4 separate regions of the Mus musculus genome follow, and all the other regions are linked to region 1. The links are chromatin contacts, called in public HiChIP or PLAC-seq maps. All regions are on one chromosome and are shown on one strand. Each heading gives the region's core, a stretch centred on a gene start, on an enhancer-like site or on the middle of the called end of the contact. The rest is flanking DNA. Distances are from core to core; before and after follow the strand shown. Region 1 holds the start of Mrps23 (mitochondrial ribosomal protein S23). Region 2 overlaps Msi2 (musashi RNA-binding protein 2). Region 3 has its middle 9.8 kb from the start of Gm38610. Region 4 has its middle 8.0 kb from the start of Srsf1.

Region 1 (3,569 bases), core at 452-2,951:
TTATTACAGATGGTTGTGAGCCACCATCTGGTTGCTGGGATTTGAACTCAGGACCTTCAGAAGAGCAGTCAGTGCTCTTAACCGCTCAGCCATCTCTCCAGCCCCCCTCTCCCCCCCCCCCCGCTCTTACAGATTTCATTCCCATACAACTATTTCTGCAATGTTTCATTTAACCCCAAGCCATGGGCATTAATGTAGGTAGGTAAATACAGATGGTCCTAGCTCGTTAATTTTACCAGGTGCATAGGCTTTCATAGAATGCACAAACCCTAACTTTCCAGCCACTAGTTTATTTTGAGATAGGGTCTTTCTCTACACAGCCTTGGCTTCTGAAACTCACCATGTAGGTCAGGCTGGCCTTAACTTACAGATATTCAATATCTGCCTGCCTCTGCATCTCAAGTGCTGGGATCAAAGGCGTGTGCTAACATCCTCTACTACTTTTCATTCGATGAAATATTTGTTGTTGCTCTTCTGTTTTTTGTTTTTTTATTTTTCTTAGACAGCATCTCACTGTGTAGCCCTGGCTGTCCTGCAACTTGATCTGTACATCACCAGACTGGCCTCAAACTCAGAGATCGTCCGCCTCTGTCTCCTGAGTTCTGGGATTAAAGGTATGACCCACCACCTCCTGATCATATGATGAATTTTAATTAATTTCATGTGTATCAGTATTTTGCACGAACGTAAGCCTGTACACCACATACATGCCTGGTACCTGCAGTGTTCAGAAGAGAACATCAAATCTCCAGGGACTAGAGTGACAGGTGGTTATGTCACCCTGTGTGTGCTAGAACTCGAATCTGGGTCCTCTGGAAGAGCAGTCAGTGCTCTTAACTGATGAACTCTTTCTCCAGCCCGATGTTTTGTTTTTGTTGTTGTTGTTGTTTTTTTTTAAATCTTGTCACTACGATCAACCATGATGTTCTTCGCACAAATACCCTGATGAAATTTCTAAGGGGTGCTTCTCCAACGGATATTCCTCCAAACCCATACTTTGAACAGTTGAACAATGACAGACTACGTTCCCCCAGATTTTTATTTTCTTCCTCCGAATGCATTCATTCTGGGCTTTTACTTCTTAAAACTCCAGCGCTAGCGGGCGGGCGAGGGACGCCTCCAGCGGAGGAACTACTACTTACAGGCAGCTTTCCACTGAGCCTGAAAACAGACTGCTCTGCTGAGCCCCGCTTAAGGCGCAAAAGGCCGAGGAAGGAGGCCTGGAGGCTCGTGTCACTTGGAAAAGTTACTTCGCCCCTATTTGGGTCTCAGTTTCTGAGTAGTGTGAGTGGCTAAGATTAGGCTTAGTCGAGCCTGGTGTCCTCAAATGTCATATTGGCTAGCTGTTCCTGACTGTAGGATGTGCTGCATCCCGGCGAGCTCCACACTATTCCCTCCACCCTGCCAGAGAGGAGGAAGCTTTGCAAAGTTAGAGAGAAGAAAGCAGGCGCCACACTCCACCTTTCCCCAGGACCGGTCGTTTGCTACTCTTGCGCAGCTTTGGCGCGCTCCCGCTCTTTTGGCTCGGGAATCGATTATTCGTATCTGACCACCCCACCCCACCCCCACCCACCCGGACGCAGGACCTGAGGGCTCCTGCTCAGCCCATCGTTTGCTTCTGCCTGGTTCCGCCGTCCGGATGACGTCGAGGCGGGACTGTCATCCTCGGCTCGGCCAGCCGCTTGTTCCCCCTTGGCTTGCTTGCTGCCGCTTCCGCTTCCGGTAACAGCCCGAGGCTTTCTAGCCCAAGTGGCCATGGCGGGGAGCCGGCTGGAGACGGTGGGGAGCGTGTTCTCCCGGTGCGTGCTCCGAGTTGGGCGAGGGCAGAGTTCCTAGCGGGTCACGACCCTCCTGGCATATCCTTAGGGGATGCGGTTGCGGGTGTCCGAGCCAGGTGATGCCCTTGGCACGGAATCGGTGTGGTTTGTCTCTGTCCCCTTGGATTTCTGTCCTGTCAGATTGTGCTCGCCACCCCATTTCGGTGGAGACCTTCTACAGTAAAGAAGCTGAAGGGCCTGACTGGACAGGTCTTGCTTTTTCACTATGGAACGGTGGGTGGGACCCGTGCAAGAAGATGGAAGCTGTGTGTCGTGGCTCGCGCGCGTAGTCTCGGCACTTAGGAGGCGAGGCAGGAGGATTGCCACAAGACCGGGGCCAACCTGGCTTCGTAGCAAGGCTACTGGTGGACTTCTGTCAAAACAAAAAGCCTGCGTGGACACGCTGTAATCCTAGCTCTAGGGAAGTGCAGGGAGGCACTAAATTCAAGGTCATCCTTGGCCACACTCTTTAGTTTAAGTCTAGCCTAGGCTACATGAGAGCTAACCAACTGGACTTAACACTGTGGCCATGCTAGGTTGCTGTGTGTATTGGCCGTGCCTCCTTTAGGCGGGAGGCCCATTTCAGCTCACCCCTACCAGGCTGCTCTTTCCTTCGTTTAAGTTGATTCAGAGACTTTACAACCCTGTGGTAACCGACTGACCTTGGTTCTGTTCCCTTTCTAAGGACGAGGGATCTGATGCGGGCCGGGGTGTTGAAAGAGAAGCCACTGTGGTATGACATATATAAGGCCTTTCCACCCCTGAGAGAGCCTGTCTTCCGAAGGCCCCGCTTGCGATACGGCAAAGCCAAAGCTGACATCCAGGACATCTTTTACCAGGAGGATCAGATTCGAGCGTAAGTGTCTATCCCCTATAGTGAGCAGGGTGCCGCAGACCTTCAGAGAGGAAGGCTCATGTAGAAGTCTGCCAACCAGACCACCAGAAGAGGATATCAGATCGCATTACAGATGGTTGTGAGCCACCATGTGATTGCTGGGAATTGAACTCAGGATCTCTGGAAGAGCAGTCAGTGCTCTTAACCACTGAGCCATCTCTCCAGCCCAGAAACAGAAGTTCTAAGAAGTGGAATCTGGAGACTAAACTGACAAAGTTGCAGATAAAGTGTTTGTTAACTGGCCTCTGTTCTGTATGAGGTACTTGATCAGCCCTTGACAAACATCAGCTCATAGACTTTATTACTCTAACCCTGTCCGCGAAGGCAGGTATCATTGCCTCTGTGTTATTCAAGAGAACTATCAGGTTCAAGGAGGTTAACCACCATGGCCACCCCAGAGGGCGGTGGATCTGAGAATCACGTCTGGCTCCACACTTAAGCTGCTGCTATCACAGTAGCTTCTTTGGAAGCGGAAATAGGTGGAATATGGTCTGAGGATTTAATGTCTAACAGTTATTGAAGCCGCCCTGGAAAGGATGCTCAGAAGTTGAAAGCACTTACAGTAACCATGACTAGAAATCTGAAGGAAAGTGCTTTCTTTCTTTCTTTCTTTTTAAAAGATTTACTTATTATTATATATAAGTACACTGTAGCTGTCTCAGACACACAAGAAAGGAGCGTCAGGTCTCATTACAGATAGTTGTGAGCCACCATGTGGTTTCTGGGATTTGAACTCAGGACCTTCAGAAGAGCAATCAGTGCTCTTAACCGCTGAGCCATCTCTCCAGCCCTGCGTACTTTATTTCTTTAGCATCTATTTTTTTCCTTTTGTTCCTCTTGGGACAAGGTCATGATCT
Region 2 (3,569 bases), core at 345-2,844, 230 kb after region 1:
ACCTGACACTGCTTAGAAGAAGTGGCTGCTAGCTGAGCCTGGAAAAATACCTCAGCTAGGAGATGTAGCTCAGCTGGTAGAGTGCTTGCTCAACATTACAAAGCCTATGGTTTGATTCCCCAGCGCCACATACAATTGGGTGTACACTGGGTACGGTGGCACAAGCCTTTAATCCCAGCATTCCAGAGGCAGAGGTGGGTGGATCTCTTGTAAGCTCAGGACCAGCCTGGTCTACACAGCACTCCATTCCACTCCAGCCTGAGCTATACACAGCGAGATACAAACACCAAAATAACTCCTATAGCTACCAATCGGTGCTGTCTCTGTTGGTATGGGCTGTACCCCTGGGGTGACAAACCTGTCACTAGACCCAAAGCCACTGCCTGCCCTGTCCTGGGAATCACAGGTGTCTAGGCATGAAAGGGACTAAATGTTATCTCAGTTCTAGCCATCCAAATTGCTTTAACCTGACCCAGTGATAGCACTTCAGACTCTTCCCTTTTCATAACGAAGCAGGCATCCTGACTGGGCAACAAACAAGGGAGCCATGGAAGCCAAGGCTAGAAGAGCCCTGGCAGGCTGAGGTGGGAAAAGGGCCAGGCATGGGATCCAGGCCCCATCTAGGGTTTGTGGAAGCTGGGGGCCAAGACAAACACTGAAATTGGGACTTGGGTCAGGGGTCTGGGTGAAGCCCTGAGTCAGAAACAGAAAAGCAGTCTGCCAGGAAAACACTAATAGATTAATGCTTTCTTCCCTGAGGACAGTAGAGTCAGGGACTTTGACAACTACCACGGGGACAGCAAAATGTAAAGGCAATAGCAAATACAGAGCTGTAAATACAGACTGGCTTCTGCCAGGCCCAAGGGAAAAGACAGAGAAGACAGTTGGCTGTGGGCCTTCTGTATGTGGGGTTTTTTGGTTATGTCTTATTTTTATTTCGGGTGTGTTTTGCCTGCATGTATGTCTGGATACCGGGTGTGTGAAGCACCCCGGAGGACAGTAGAGGGCGGTGTAACTCCTGGCACCAGAGGTACAGAGAAGGTCGTGAGCTGGGAATCAAACCTGGGTCCTCTGGAAGAGCAACCAGTGCTCTGACCATTGTGCTATCTCTCTACCTCTGTATGTTTGTTTTTATTTGGGGGCCTGTGATTGCCAAAAGCACCTCCCCCTACCCTTGGCCCCACGCTGGGGACTGAACACGCTAGGCACGTGCTCTACAGCTATGCTCCCAGCCGAAGAGCTAGCTAGCTCTTCCATTTGTAGGAAACTAAGGGGCAGAAGCCTGGGTTTTGTGTTCAGAGGTGGCTTTATAGTATGGATTTGAAATGGCTGCCAAAGGCTTTGATTTGAACGCTTGCTCCACAGCTTGTGTTCCTATTGTGATAGCCATGGGGTCTGTAGTGAGTAAAGGCCTGGCGGCTTCCTAGGGCTGGACCTCTAAAGGTTACCTGCCCCTAGCTCCAGCTACCTCTGTCATCTTAATTCTGCCCACTGTTATGGGAGCAAGTCTCTCCCACCACCCTATACTAAGTTAGACTCAGCACATCCTCCCTGGGACCACGAATCCCTTTGATTCTGAGTCAAAACAACCTTGCCCAGCTTACATCATTTTCGCTTACATCATTTCCTTCATGTGTTTGGTTACCGTGAGGGGAGAAGCTGCTATAGGAGCGTTAAAGATCTCAGACTCACAGACCAGCAACCTCTGTTTTCTTGTCCACAGGTGGAAGGTTCCTCTGAGCGCCCGTACAGTTACAGAAGGGTTACATGTGCTGGCACACTCGGGCTTGACTCAGTTCCCAGCCCTCTTCCTCCGCTGCCCCTGCCCCTTTCATCCCTCGCTGGAGATCTGTTGCCCTGACACACTCGCTGCCTTAAAGAAATTATTTCATCATTTGGCCCAGTGGGAGAAGAGTTCCAGAAAATGGCTACCTTCCCCAGGGAGTGACTTATAGTTCTCAAGATTGAGACACCTTCCTCTCCAACCAAACTGAGAAGATTAGAGAGGGGGAGATGGGTCTCAGGATGTCTTGATGGCTGGCATGGCACTGCCCTTGACTAGTAGGGAGAAGCTGCCAACGCCACCAGCAGGCTGCAGGGTATACCTAAGGGCCAGGTGTGACAGCAAGGCCTGACCTTCTACCAGGAGCCACCACCACCTCCCATCTTCCACAGGAATCGGTCGGTTCCACAGTCCTGAGAGCTGTCAGTCAGGGGACAACAGAGCTTTCCCTGACTTGAAAAATCACAGCATGCAGCTAAGCCACGGTGTGGCCATTCGGCCTGCCTGGCCTTAGAGGCCAGTAACTTCAATTTATTTGTGTCTGGGGCCTTAAGGAACCTCAGCTGTCATCCTTCCCTTAGTTTATTACCAAATTTCTAAAATATTACATTCTTTATTATATCCAAATTCACTTTATTGCACTTGACAATACAGATAATCACATACCATATGGTCTAATGTTTTCAAACCAATGCATGTTGACAGCAGTTTTTATTCATGATGCATAATTCCATCCCGAGCACACAATGAGGCATCTGAGTACCCAGCCTGGTGGTAAGACTTATGCCTAATAACAGATTAACAACATGCGCGGTTCCCAGACACCGGCCCCTCCCCTGCCATTCTCTACTTACAAAGGGAATGATGATATACCTGAGCTGAAGAGGCGGGCTTATGGGAGGAGGGGGAGAGAGAAAAGGGAGGGAAGGGAAAGAGGCAGCCATACCCACCCACCATTCCCAGAGGGTTTCTAATGAGTTGTTATTGTTCCATGCTTATGAAACTTGATATTAAAAAGAGGACTTGGTCTGGTGCCAACTAAACACAGCAGCCCACGCTGCTGGCCCCTGAAAACTCACAGCACGATATGCCCAAAGCTCTCATTAGGGGTCTATCTTGTTTTGACTCTTGTCTTGCTACAAGCAAATCTTCGTTACTCCTCTACCTTGGTGAGGCCCTCTCTCTCACCTCCCCTGGGCATCCCTTCTGTTCTCCAATCAGCCCCGAGCTTTCTGGTAAAATGAACACAGTTGAGGATGGCACCCAATCCTGGCCTTTCGGCAGCTCTCCCACAGAAAGGCCAGGCTGCCACATCCAATTCAGAGGCTCCCTCGGTGGCATCCTGGCGCTGGGAGTGATGGGAGCGAGGAGAGGATAACGCATCAATGATCCTCCGGCTTTGCGGAGGTGCCCTGAACAAACAATGCCATTTCACGCGTCCCCTAACTAAGCGCTTTCGTTTGCTTCAGAGAAGCACTCAAACAACTGTAAACCCATTAGGTCATGTCAAACGTGGTGAGAAAGAACTCAGGGCTGTCACCAGCAGCGAATCAACTCAGATTTATAGATTTGCAAAGCTTTAATATATAGATATTCATCTCTACACCCCCACCCCGACGATGGATGTGGGGACCCCAAGTGGGGCTGTAAGAACAGCAGCCCACAGTTCAGTGGCAGACAGACTGGAGTTGTGCAATTAGTCTCCCAGATAATGGGATTTCTGGACAGGGGAGCAGAGATGCTACAAGGAAAGCCAGGGCTTCACTTTGCCCAACACTTGGCTGTT
Region 3 (3,569 bases), core at 747-3,246, 190 kb before region 1:
CGGGTTTGACAGCTCCCTGGAAGGGAAGGGCAACTTTGCCTTTAGGGTGAGCATAGATACTGCTTCCTGAGAGAAGTAATTCAGCTAAATTTAAATTATTATTTCCATCATGTGCTGTACTAAACCCGCTAGGTGATGTTTCGATCCTAGCTCTTCCCCTTGAACATGAATACACTAAGTATCAAGGAAAGAAAAAAATGATGAGAATTGGGGGAAGATATATCAAAAGGAGACTGGGACAACAGATCTGTCGGTAATGTGCTTGCTTTGCCAGCTGAGGACCTGTGTTTGATCCCGAGCACCCACATAAGAAGCCTAGCACAGTGGCCACACGCTGGCTACCAGAGCTTCTGACTCAGAGACAGTGGGTTCCTTCCGAAGTCTCCTCAGCTATCTTGGCATAATCAGGTGCATGTCTGGCTAGTGAAGAACTCTGTACTAAAGAGCAAGCGAGGCAACTCCTGAGTAACATTGACCTCTGGCCTCTACGTGCATGCGCACATCCAGGGTGCGCATGCGCACACTCACAAGGCCAAAAAGAAGGACGACTTTACTCATTCTGGGTCCTGGTGAGACTCTGGCTTAGAGGAACAAGCGGTGTATGGAAGCGGATGAGGAGAGAAGAGAGGAGGGCAGAGGCATGGAGAATTAAACCTGAGGCTTACTCTAACTTTAGGGCTATACAAAGGGAGAAAGTGGGTCTGGACAAGTAGTCAAGGAGGAGCTAGTGAGTCAGGAGGATGACTCTAGAGTCCTGGGAGCAACTGGAGAAAGTGGAAAAGATGAAAAGAGAGGCCCAGAGTAATAAAGGACAGAATCCTACTGATGGGTCAGAAAAGAAAGGAAAATTCGCCATCAAATCTATCAACGGGGAAGTCATTGGTGACCTTGGAAAACACGGTTTTGATGTCATGTTGTGACAAAAGCCTGGAGTGTAATAGAAACAGTATAAATATGCCTTTTCCTTTATAAAAGATTTATTAGCAGGGCAGCGGTGGCACAGGCCTTTAATCCCAGCACTTGGGAGGCAGAGGCAGGTGGATCTCTGTGAGTTCAAGGCTAGCCTGGTCTACAGAGTGAGTTGCAGGACAGCCAGGGCTACACAAACGCTATCTCAAAAACAACAGCAAAGACTTATTATTACCATTTAAAAGTACTTTTCTTTGATGTGTATGAGTGTTTTGCCTGTATGTATCTCTGCACACTACACCACGCCTAGTGCCCACAGGACCTAAAAAGGAGCAGCAGCTCCCAGAGGAGTGGGGCTAGAGATGATTATGAGCACCATTTGGGTGCTGGGGATTGAACTCGGGACTTCTGGAAGAGCAACCAATGATCTTAACAATTGAACCATCTCCCTAGCACTATTCTGATCATTTAAAATTGTATTTGTGTGTGTGTGTGTATGTGTGTGTATTTGTGTTTGTGTGTGTGTGCTTTCGCATGTGCTAGTGCTCCTGGATCCCAGTGGCATGAGGGGGATCCTGGAACTGGAGTCGGGAACCACTGGATGTGTGTGCTGAGAAACAAACGCATGTCATCTGCACCTGCTCTACATAGGGAGACATCTCTCCAGCACCAGCACCCTACAGTATAGATCTGTTGACCTTGTTTGTTTGAAACAGTATCTCTCCCTGCAGCTCTAATTGGCCTGGAACTCACAGAGATCCACCTGCCTCTGTCTCCCAAGTGCTAAGATTAAAGGTGAGCATCCCCAAGCCCGGTTGACTGCAGATATTTTTAAACTGCGGTTACGCCCGGGTAGCAGACAAATGGTGACTGGAATGAGGGGGAAATGGAAGATTTTTTTTTTTTTTTGGAGATGAGTTTTTATATCCCATTAGTATGCTGATGAGAACAATCCCCTTGAGAGAGAACATTTGATGATGCAGATGAGAGGATAATTGCCGGAGAGATGACTTTAATAAGCAAGAGGGGGAAAGAATCCTGAGCGAGGGGAGGGGCTAGCCAAGACAGACGTGTGGACAGTCCATTCACAGCACACTAAGGGCCGGCACGATGTGTGGGCCTGCCCAGGGGAAGTAGGTATTTTTGGTGTCGGATAAGGATTATTTTCTGATTTCTTTCTTCTAAGTGGGAAGAAAATGATGTCATAAGCTGGGAGTGAGATGTGGGCTGAGCTATGTGGAGGCCCGAGAAGAGAGGATGTGTCGTGCACGCAATCATGAGGATTATGAAAGTTGGTCCAGCAATGGCGGCGCACCCCTTCCATCCCAGCACTTGGAGGACAGAGGCAGGTGAATCTTTGTAAGTTCAAGACCAGCCTGGTCTACACAGTGAGCTCCAGGACAGCCAGGGTTAAGTAGAGACCCGGCAGAATTGCTGAGTAGGAGGTGGTCCGACAGGTGGGAGTGACCAAAGAGACGCACTTCCTCTCCCAGAGGACTTGTCCACAGGCTGCCTAGTGTGTACTTGTAAGTGGCTCCTCTCAGAACTACAGTCCAAGAGGGAGCACTGGGGAGACCATATTCTGTTTTGGCCTAGACTCAGAACTCAAAATTCATTTCCTGGCTACACTTTGTATTTAGGAGAAGGTCACTGAGTCCACTCCACCTCCCAGGGAGTAGATTCCACCTTCTGAAGGGAGGACTGTCTATAGGATTGAGTGATTGCCCCACCCCCAGATTTGCATGTTGAAGCCCTAACTCAAGGTGTGGCTGTAGTTGGAGAGAAGCTTCTAAAGAAGTGATCATATAACCTCATGGAACTCAGGCTGACCTCATCCTGCGTCACTGGGATAAGCCTGAACCTCGTGGCCTCTGGTCTTCGGCTTCCTAGTGTGAGGGATTGAGAGCTGGGCCATCAGGTCTGATTTATATGCCGTGCGGGAGTTCAAACCTAGGGCTTCACGCATGCCAGGCAAGCACTCTACCCACTGAGCCACTACTCCAGCCCCTCAAGGACTGCTAAATGGTAAAGATACATTCTGAGAAATGGGTCATTAGGCAATTTTATTTTATAAACTTACCTTGCGCAAAGTAAAGATGACTATAGCCGTCACCTGAGGATATAACCTTAGAGAACTTCCACCTTAATGATGGCCCATCATTGATAGAAATGTCATTTAATCTCATGACTATAATTAAAGTTGGATGAGATCCTGAAGGCAAGGCTCTGCTCTGATAGGAGTCATGTCCTCTGTGTGTGTGTGTGTGTGTGTGTGTGTGTGTGATATGCACATTTGTGTATGTGGCTCTGTGTACCCCTGTGCATACATGGGAAAGTCAGAGGATGACTCTAATGTCTTTCTTTTTCTTTTTTCCCCCTTCCCTTCTCCCTCTTGCTTTGCCCCACCCACCCACCCACCCCCTTTTATTTTTTAAAGAATTGTTTGTTTTATGTATGAGTATACTGTTGCTCTCTTCAGACACACCGGAAGAGGGCATCAGACCCCATTACAGATGGTTGTGAGCCCTCATGTGGTTGCTGGGAATTGAACTCAGGACCTCTGGAAGAGCAGTCAATGCTCTTAACCACTGAGCCATCTCTCCAGCCCGTCCCCTAAAGTCTTTCTCTGTTACTCTTTATTTTTATTTGGCTGGTTGGTT
Region 4 (3,569 bases), core at 566-3,065, 160 kb before region 1:
CCGCTTTAACCTTACGAGCCTCTAGGGGAAACCTTCCCTCCAGCCCTAGCCCAGCAAGAGCCCAGATCACCTGGCCTTCCTCCTCTGAGGCTGCTCTTACATACAACCCTTCTACAGCCATGTTGCAGTATTTACAAACTCCTAAACACTTCATCATGAAGCCTCGGCCACATAGGACTAAATGGCCAGCAGAGGACTAAAACAGACGCCTGGAGACAACTGGCTCAGACCTGAGATCTTCAAGAGGAGGCATTTTTTGTCCATCATGAAATTAAAGAAAGCATGCTCTAGCTACTCTGAGTACATGCATACACATGTGCATTCACACACGCATAAATAAATACCAATTTAATAAAACCAATTTAAAAAGTAAAAATTTTGAGGTCCCATTCTGAGATTCTCCCATCAACCAGGCTTTTTTTCTCTTTTTTTCTTTTTTTGTTTTTGTTTTTTGAGACAGGGTTTCTCTGTGTAGCCCTGGGTGTCCTAGAACTCACTCTGTAGACCAGGCTGGCCTCGAACTCAGAAATCCACCTGCCCCTGCCTCCCGAGTGCTGGGATTAAAGGCGTGCACCACCACACCCGGCTCAACCATGCTTCTTAAGCAAACCTTTGGCTTAGGTTGTTTTTGAGACAGGGTTTTTCTGTGTAGCCCTGGCTATATTTGAACTTATTCTATAGACTAGTCTGGCCTAAAACTCAGTGATCTGCCTGCCTCTGCCTCTGGGATTAAAGGCATGTGCCACCACCGCTTCCAGGTCTGAGTCATCTCAACTTTGTAAGCATTGGTTCTTCATAGAGATGAACATGTAGAGAAAATTTGGTTTTTTTTTTTTGTTTGTTTGTTTTGTTTTGTTTTGTTTTTGGCAAGGTTTCTTCATGTAGCCCTGGCTGTCCTGGAGCTTGCTCTGTGGATCAGCCTGGTCTTGAACTCAAGGATCCACTTGACTTTGCCTGAGACTAAAGGTATGCATTACCATGCCCAGCTAACTTGATCCTATTTTAAAACAAAACAAAAGGCATCTCTTGGAGCTGGGTGTTTGTTTTTGTGGTAACAACCTGGCTTGAATACTTGCTTCAAATGGCTTAAAGATTTTACAGATTCTTTTGTCTGAGCTTTAACTGGCCACAGGCGGCTCTGGGTTCACCTGGGGCCACAAGAACAGTATCCTCAAGAAGATGATGGCCAGAGGACTAAGTGCAATATTTTTAAAACCCAAACCAGACTGAAATTTCATCAGTGGATAAGGTTGGATGGGGACTTTTACATTCCAAGAACATCACAAGTGATGTTAAGACTGTCTGTTTAAGGGCTGGTGAGATGGCTCAACAGATAAGAGCACCCGACTGTTCTTCTGAAGGTCCTGAGTTCAATTCCCAGCAACCACATGGTGGCTCACAACCATCCCTAACAAGATCTGGCGCCCTCTTCTGGAGTGTCTGATGACAGCTACAGTGTACTTACATATAATAAATAAATAAATCTTAAAAAAAAAAAAAAAAAAGACTGCCTGTTTAAGCAGGGCCTGGTGGCACATAACAGGTGTGTGTACCTCCAGCATTTGGGAGGGTGGGGAACAGGATCAAGAGTTCAAGGTCATCTTCCAACTACAAAGCAAGTCTGAGTTAGCCTGGCCTTTTGGCATAGAACTGTCAGGAAGGGTATCAACTGTCAGGAAGGGTATCAATGCTCAGGAATGCAAACTTGTGAGCTGGACATAGTGGTGTACTCCCTTCATCCCAGCACTCCGGAGGCAGGACTGACATCAAATCAGGAGGGCAGGAGAGACTGCTCAGCAGTTAAGAGAACTGACTGTTGTTCTAGAGGACCTGAGTTTCATTCCTAGCACTCACAGGGTGACTCACAACCATCTGTAATTCCAGTTTCAGGCAATCTGATGCCCCCTTCTTGACTTATAAGACATCAGGCCCACACGTGGTAAACAGATGTACACAACAGCAAAAACCCATACACATAATTTTAAAAAACCTTTATTTAAAAAGAGTAAAGAGTTCAAGGACATTTTCAGCAAGACAACAAATTTGAGGCCAGCCTAGGTAGGTTATATGAGATCCTGTTTCACAGAAAATAAAACAAGGGAAATGGCTCAGTGGATAAAAGGCCTTACAAGCCTGATGACCTAAGATTCCCCAGAACACACATACAGACATTAGTAAAATAAAAACTACTTGATATTGAATGTGCATATGACGTTCAGGGGTGGTAGCGATACACATGCACAGCATACATGGGGGATCAGAGGATAACCTTCCCGATGGCTCTCTGCTTCCAGTATGGGTTCTAAGTCAGGCCCAGTCTTGAATGGCAGCTTTATTTACCCGCTGTTCTTCTGCCACTGTCCAGATTGGTTTTCGTTTTTGTTTTTTTGGCGAGACAGGGTTTTTCTGTGTAGCCCTGGCTGTCCTGGAACTCACTCTGTAGACCAGGCTGGCCTTGAACCGGATCTACCTGACTCTGCCTCACCAACTCTGCCAATGTCTTCTTTTGTGGAAGAGCCCCACTTAGGTTGTCTGGCATGGTTCCAAAGCAGCCAGTGTGCACCACCACTGCCTTTTTTTTTTTTTTAATTGTTAAAATTTAAGATGAAGCTGGGGGTGATGGCGCACGCCTTTAATCCCAACACTCGGGAGGCAGAGGCAGGCGGATTGATTTCTGAGTTCGAGGCCAGCCTGGTCTACAGAGTGAGCTCCAGGACAGCCAGGGCTATACAGAGAAACCTTGTCTCGAAAAACCAAGCCAAACAAACAAACAGACAAACAAAAATTTAAGATGAGAAAAAAAAGGAGAAAGAAAGGAAAGAAAGAAACAAAGAAAGTAAGAGGGAAAGGGGAGAGGAGAGATGGCTCAGAAGTGTTTGCTGATTTTCCAGAGGCCCCAAGTTCAGTTCCCAGCACTAATCTCAGGTGGCTCACAGCTGCCTTTAACTCCAGTTCCAGATCTGATATCCTCCTCGTCAAGCCTTCTTGGGACACCTACACATATTTAGACTCACACAGACACATACATATAGATAAATCCAATCAACATCCACTTTCAGCACCAATAGATAAAAATAGATAGCAAGGTATAGGCAAGTGTGATTGGTCATTATGGGGAAAGACCTTTGGGCAATCAAAGGGAAACTGGAAAGACTGAGGGATCTTGGGGGAACCTAAACTTGGTTTGCTCTTGGGTCTCTTTATAAACAAAGGAGAGCTCAAAGAATAACACCACACCAGCAGTAGGTACTAACTCAGGGAGAAATTAATTATAGAACTAATTAATATGGAAATATAGCTAAGCTCTATTTCTAAGTCTTATGCATATGTACACTTGCTTGCCTGTGCTTCTGTGCAGTATGCATATGCAATGCCCACGAGAGGCCAGAAAACAGCACCCGATCCCCTGTGAGGAGTGATAGATGGCTGTGGATGTTTTTTGATCAATTAGGTTATAAAAAATGTTCCTGACTAGGGCAGAGCACCACCCCCACTTGTGGGATAGGCAGAGGAGGATGAGTTTATACTCCCAGCTCTCGGGTCTTTCTCCTTTCCTGTAGCAGAGGATA

What was found. HiChIP or PLAC-seq counts read pairs in DNA pulled down with a chosen protein or histone mark.
Region 2: a contact with region 1 is called in an H3K27ac HiChIP or PLAC-seq map of T-cell acute lymphoblastic leukemia, with 6 times the contacts expected there. The contact joins the enhancer-like site here to the promoter of Mrps23 in region 1. A contact is called at or near these places in 1 of 39 promoter capture datasets (stem cell-derived epiblast-like cells), 1 of 484 Hi-C or Micro-C datasets (bone marrow-derived macrophages) and 3 of 115 datasets of contacts at active chromatin or transcription factors (T-cell acute lymphoblastic leukemia, embryonic basal ganglia and memory CD8 T cells).
Region 3: an H3K27ac HiChIP or PLAC-seq map of embryonic stem cells shows a contact between it and region 1, with 9 read pairs. The contact joins the enhancer-like site here to the promoter of Mrps23 in region 1. A contact is called at or near these places in 9 of 39 promoter capture datasets (the 3T3-L1 cell line, the HPC-7 cell line, cranial neural crest and 5 more), 2 of 484 Hi-C or Micro-C datasets (bone marrow-derived macrophages and embryonic stem cells), 14 of 115 datasets of contacts at active chromatin or transcription factors (bone marrow-derived macrophages, craniofacial prominence, embryonic basal ganglia and 9 more) and 4 of 9 other capture datasets (adipose tissue, liver, macrophages and 1 more).
Region 4: an H3K27ac HiChIP or PLAC-seq map of embryonic stem cells shows a contact between it and region 1, with 9 read pairs. The contact joins the enhancer-like site here to the promoter of Mrps23 in region 1. A contact is called at or near these places in 27 of 39 promoter capture datasets (the 3T3-L1 cell line, 3T3-L1-derived adipocytes, the C10 cell line and 17 more), 2 of 15 datasets of contacts at CTCF or cohesin (CD8 T cells and the NIH/3T3 cell line), 50 of 484 Hi-C or Micro-C datasets (the Ba/F3 cell line, the C2C12 cell line, CD4 T cells and 38 more), 60 of 115 datasets of contacts at active chromatin or transcription factors (the 230-238 cell line, CD8 T cells, DN3 thymocytes and 43 more) and 5 of 9 other capture datasets (adipose tissue, embryonic stem cells, liver and 2 more).

Annotation. Positions count from the first base shown.
Region 1 is chr11:88,202,687-88,206,255 of GRCm38.p6, forward strand. Mrps23 (mitochondrial ribosomal protein S23) reads left to right here and starts at 1,702. Exons shown (of 5, transcript NM_024174.6): 1 at 1,702-1,799; 2 at 2,503-2,673. The coding sequence starts at 1,756.
Region 2 is chr11:88,428,882-88,432,450 of GRCm38.p6, forward strand. All of the region lies in intron 7 of Msi2 (musashi RNA-binding protein 2), which reads right to left. Among named protein-coding and RNA genes, the nearest start is that of Mir378b, 78 kb to the left of the region's middle. Within about 2 kb of position 1,595, at least 40 of the 459 cell types and tissues checked have an H3K27ac peak or open chromatin away from gene starts, as enhancers often do. A contact at or near this core is called in T-cell acute lymphoblastic leukemia and memory CD8 T cells, where this site is marked.
Region 3 is chr11:88,013,320-88,016,888 of GRCm38.p6, forward strand. No RefSeq gene overlaps it. Among named protein-coding and RNA genes, the nearest start is that of Gm38610, 9.8 kb to the left of the region's middle. Within about 2 kb of position 1,997, at least 19 of the 459 cell types and tissues checked have an H3K27ac peak or open chromatin away from gene starts, as enhancers often do. A contact at or near this core is called in embryonic stem cells, where this site is marked.
Region 4 is chr11:88,037,601-88,041,169 of GRCm38.p6, forward strand. No RefSeq gene overlaps it. Among named protein-coding and RNA genes, the nearest start is that of Srsf1, 8.0 kb to the right of the region's middle. Within about 2 kb of position 1,816, at least 6 of the 459 cell types and tissues checked have an H3K27ac peak or open chromatin away from gene starts, as enhancers often do. A contact at or near this core is called in embryonic stem cells, where this site is marked.